2 separate regions of the Gossypium hirsutum genome follow, and region 2 is linked to region 1. The links are chromatin contacts, called in public Hi-C maps. All regions are on one chromosome and are shown on one strand. The core of a region is the stretch at or near the end of the contact, and the rest is flanking DNA. Distances in the headings are between cores, read along the strand shown.

What was found. Hi-C and Micro-C count contacts between places; a contact is called where the count stands out from the background.
Region 2: a contact with region 1 is called in a Hi-C map of leaf, with 2.3 times the contacts expected there. The contact joins the enhancer-like site here to the promoter of LOC107922303 in region 1. A contact is called at or near these places in 2 of 34 Hi-C or Micro-C datasets (both in leaf).

What each region holds. Positions count from the first base shown.
Region 1 is chrD01:20,547,449-20,550,270 of Gossypium_hirsutum_v2.1, forward strand. LOC107922303 (protein ASPARTIC PROTEASE IN GUARD CELL 1) reads right to left here and starts at 1,484. Exons shown (of 12, transcript XM_016852279.2): 1 at 1,161-1,484; 2 at 958-1,078; 3 at 192-619; 4 at 1-95. The coding sequence starts at 1,408.
Region 2 is chrD01:20,859,632-20,862,453 of Gossypium_hirsutum_v2.1, forward strand. No RefSeq gene overlaps it. Among protein-coding and RNA genes, the nearest start is that of LOC107922081, 33 kb to the left of the region's middle. Within about 2 kb of position 1,375, at least 2 of the 9 cell types and tissues checked have an H3K27ac peak or open chromatin away from gene starts, as enhancers often do. A contact at or near this core is called in leaf, where this site is marked.

The sequences.
Region 1 (2,822 bases), core at 234-2,733:
AAACTGTTCCATGCCTTCCATCAAAGACCCCAGTAGGTAGCTTCAATCGCTTACCAGCAACATGCATTTCCTTAAGCTCAATGTTATAGTAAGGGCTGTAGACATTCAAAAACTACAGTGAATGCGTAACAAGAACCAGATAAATTCTTAGGACATGCATTAACAAATACAATACTGTAAAAGAAGGATACCTGCGGAAAGGGTCTGAATGGGAGAACACCATTTCAGGGGGAGGAGTGATTTTTCCAAGAACCATTGCACCTCCACCAACATCCATCCCACCATAACACAAAGAAAACGAATCACCAATAACACTCTTATCAACAAGTTGATCCACAATACTAAGCTGGCCCCGACCCAAACCCATTATACCATCAGCCCGTTGGCTATAAAGGTCACCTGTTTCCCTATTTTCACACCCAAAAACAGCACGCTGTGGCACAAGTTCACTTTCATTCCCAAAAGAAACAATATCCTCCCCAAGCACACCACTGCTGGAACTCATCTCAGCATACCGTCTATCATAAGTGCATTGCTTTTGCTCATCATCACAATTACAACTCGGATTGCATTTTACAGGTTGATAAGTGCTAGACAAATCTGGTTGGAACCTTGGATCCTGGATTGCAACAAGAGATCAATATTACCATAAAATCACCAGTTCCCAAATTAATCTCTAATAGATCTGTAAATCAAGAAATTAGACAAAGATTCTAAAAATAGCAGCAAAGCGTAACTCACTTCACTTTCTCATTCGAACGATAAAAATTTAAGACTCAAAATTCTCAATTTAACTTAATTAAAATTCTACTAAACTAATAATTCGCTAGTTTCAAATTGATCAAGTTAATAATCTCAATCTCAATTCAAACAAAGGCATCAAATTTCAAACTTGATTAATTATAATTAAGAACTGGGAAAGTTGAAGTGCACGAACTTGACAAGACAGAACCGAACCTGATGCTTGCCGCAATGCGCACAACTGGAGCAAGGAACGTAAGTTACAGTACTTCCGGTGTCGACGATAAGAGCAAATTCCTGAGGTGGCGTTCCAATCCATAACCGAGTAGTATAATAACTGGAAATTCAAAAAAAAAAAACTCAATATTCGAAAAATCAAAAAGAGGAAAAAAACTAAACATTTTTTATAGGAGAGAGACCCGTTGGAGAGGAGATCATCATAAAGTCTCATGCGAGCGTTTGGAGTGGAAGAAGAGAGTCCCGATTGCTGCAGATGACGGCGGATATTGTCCAAGTGGCGCTGCTGGGAATGATTGCGTGAGGTCAGTTGCAGAGGAAGGAGCATCGGCCGTGGATGATGATCTTTTGCGTCGACGGTGAAGAAATTGAAGCAGATCAGGGCACAGACAATAATGGAGGAAGTTAGGTGAAGCCAAGTTCGAGCCATGGCGCGTTACTTTGGCTACAGATTGCGGTCAACGACGACAGCTGCAGACAAAGCACCCGATAGATTACAGTCCCTTTAGAAATGGAAATTGGTTCTTTTATTAGAGTTAGCAATGGGCGGGGCGGACCGGTTACTTTTTTACCCGCCCCGATATTCTTCCGTCTTATCCCTCTATTTGCAACATAAACCCAATCACATGCAAGTATAATTAAAATTTAACTTAAATTTTTTTTAACTAATACATATTAAAAAACTATATTTTTTAAATTTAAATAAATAAATTAAATACTTTTCTAATACACAATATTTAATAAACCTAATTTGAATAAATAATAAATATTTAATAAATTTATAATGACACAAAAATAAATTAAGTATTATTATAAAACATTTTATAATCCATAAATCAACAACCCTCATTTAAAAATTTTACTATAAGAGTTTATTATTTTTTAAATTAACATTATATATAATATTTCAATGACATAATGATAAATTTAGCATTAAAATTTACATTTTTTTTGTCAATTTAATCCTTATTTTTTGAGTTAAATTTGGTCATTGATATTTCAGAAACAATTAAATTACTTTTTGTAACAAAAATGTTAAGTAAAACATTAATTTTTAATGATATTGGCATGACAACCACATAATAATTTATATGTACTTCATGATGACATGACAATATTTTATCTTATATGTCATATCAATAAATAATTTAAAATTATAAAAAATATTCAAAAAATAAAAATAAAAATAAATTATAAAACGTTCAAAAAATTAGTATAAAGTATACATGAATTGTCATGTAAAGAGCTATATTTAAAAAAGATAACGTTTTAGTTATTATTTTTGAAAAATTGATGGATAAATTTAACTCTTTTTAAAAATGTTGATAGTCAAATTTAACTTACAAAAAAAAGCTAAATTGATAAAAGATATAAACGTTAATTACTAAACTTGTCATTATACCTATTTTAAATAATAATTTTTCTTTAAAAATTTTAAACAACATATCATCACTATTATTTGACTTTGAACATATTGTCACAAATAATAATTAATTCAAGATTATTTTAAATATTAAAATTTTTATTCTTAATTTATATGTATCATAATAGAAATTATAAAAATTATAAAAACTAAACATTTATATTATTTTGTTTTTACTTTCTTAAACAGAGTATTTCTAAAGGTTAACATATGTTGTTAGCCCCTATACTTTGATAAAATTTGAGATTTAGTCCTTATACTTTAAAAGTGAGAGAATTCAATCATCCTACCTTTTCAACTTAATAACCCTAGTCTAATCATAATTGTCGTTTGTAGTTTCAATTAAAATTTGTCAATGTAACATGTTAACTTTTCGTCAATCATATGTCGCGTCGTATGAGAGCAACTTAACAAATATGTC
Region 2 (2,822 bases), core at 125-2,624, 310 kb after region 1:
TATAAAGGGACACCCTTAGAGGCCACACCTCATGGATCATGTCGGTTATGTCTGTATCAAAGTCTACATTAAAATTTTTGTAAATAACTATCAAGTTTATTACAGTATCAATTTTGTACAAATTTATTTCGTAAATGTCATGAGTAGAAATTAAAATTTTAAATCTGATAATGTCTAAGTACATAATTAAATTAGTTTAAAAATTTGTTAAGTTATGCAAGTTGATTATGACATTCAGAACTCGGACTTGATGATCGGGTTGGGCATAAAGTGTTACAGTAAAAGTGGTGCCTCCCTCGATTCTGTCATTGAGAACCATCGATTCATCTCTGACTCGTTCACCTAATTTCCATCTCTGTTTTGGTACTTTTTGCTCTGTGTCGAAACTCTCGTTCCTAGTCTGCCTCAAATCTACCACACCGCTAAAGTTTTTAGTTCGCTGTCAAAATATGTCTTCAATGTCAAAGATCTAGGGACGTATATGATACGTCTCCATTTCCTTTGATTCAGTTCATCAAGATTGGATCTGGGTAACTCTCGATTTCACGTTTTGGTTAATAGGTTAGTAGCTTTAACCAATTTTAGCGATGGGGATATAGTAATCCTAAAATTATATAATATTTTCTTTGGTTTAACTCAGAGAAGCTTGAAATTCATTTCGTTTTGGTTGTCGGTGTTGTCAATTTTAAAGATCGTCTCTTTCACCTTCTTTCTTCTTCTTTGCTTCTCTGTTCTCTTTATTTTTTGAATCCTTTCGGCTACTGGTGTTGTCAATTTGATGGATTTGGCATTTGGGTTTGACTTCGAGTAATGGGGGCTTTTGAATCGTTAGGTTGCTATGGTGGGAATGATGAAACAGAGTAGATGGTTGTGGTGGTTTTAGGGTGATGGTTGAGTAATAATGGTACGATGAAATATCAAAGGAAGTGGTAAAGCTTGGGAGCAAGCTATGGTGGGGTAAATGGAGTAATAATATGCATTTATATAATATTTTTATCAAAACATTTATATAATTAATATTAAAAATTATTATTTAATTATATTTTTCATTATTAGTAATTATTTAATTTAATACAAAATATAATTTAATTTAAATATTTTTACAATATATTATTAATATACTTAAAATATTTTTTATTTCTAAGGGTAAAATTATCATTTGTGATCATTCCATATCTGTTCTGCTCAACTAAACGTATGAATACCATTACAATATTCATTTTATTTAATCTAACCAAATCACTGTTATGCCTATTTAATTTTATTATAGTCATATTTCATTCTCACAAAATGACTACGTTAAGATATAAATTTTATGATTACTTTAGTCAATGAAGAAATAGTTTAAAGGATACATATATTTTAAGCGTGTGATATTGAAGCCACATGATAGGCGGAATCCAAGTAGTGATCGTATACGACAGGGAATCCCAATTTTAGTCATAACATGGAATCTCTTTCTTCACTTTATAATTTGTCGTTGTTTATTAAAGAAATCAAAATACCATTTGTCATTCTCACAATGAATCCATTTCCATTACGCCTTTGACATTCATTCCTCACCATTTACATTATAATCTCTTTTTATCTTTTTCTTATACCCAACACTTCATATTAATCCTATCTTTTTTCCCAATTAATATATTTATATGTCGATTTTAAATGTTTATAATGTTAAATTTAATCCTAATCCTTATATATTTTAATTTAAATTATTCTTTTTAATGCAAAAATTAATTGAACTATTAAAATTTTAATGATAATAACGTGATAACCCATGTGGGATCTATATGTATTTTATTGCTACTATGAATAGTTTTAAAAAACATTTTATTAAAATTTTTAATTTTGTTTATTTTTAATTTTTATAAAATACATAAGGATTATTATACGTTATCATGTCAATACTATTAAAAAGAATATTTTAACTAAATTTTAAAAAATTGAGATATAAAATAATTAAACAAGAATTCGGGGGATATAAAGGTTAATTATGTTTTTTTTTAATAATGTGTTCATCTAAAATTATTAGATTGGGTTTGAAATGAAAATAACAAGGATTCATTTGTCCAAAGGAGTCTAAGAAAACAAGTGCCTTTGTTTTTATGCTGAAATTTGTTGGATGTATATGTTATATTTGTTAATAATAATCACAACTACCACTTAACAATGAAGATTCCTTTTTTTTTTGTTATTTCTTGAAGCAATTTGGCAACTCAAATTGTTTAACCTAAGCCACCAATTGACACTGAAAAATATCCAAACTAGCCATATAAGAAGACAATGAAGATTTCTATGCCACCATGGGCTTGAATTTCATGCTCATTTGCCTTTACTAATTTTACCCAATATGTAAGGTATTTTCTTACATCAATAAGTGGGTGGTTGCGACTTTCACAAATATGTATGTAGGTATTAGTACTGATTCACTATTAATCCAGAATTTTCTCTTTTGTTTAGAGAAAATTTGGGCTGATTTTGTGGAAAAAAAAAAGCTGGATGCTAAAGGATCACTTTGGTAGTCTCAAATTTGGGCTGCCTTGTTTTGTTTTAACGTTTTCCATTGAGCTTTTGGGGACCCAAAACCAAATGCCCAAACCAGTTTATTTTCAAAATATTTATGCTCAAATTGACCCAGTTTTTCAACAGCCTTGTTTCTATATTCCAACGGGTTTCAAAAAAGTGTATATATGTTAAGGTATCCGATCTTCAAAAATTGTAGTTAATTTATTTATTTATTTAAGTAAATGATTAATATCATTAAAATACACTGATGTAGCACTAACGATTAATAAACTGATAACACAAGACAGTCTCATATT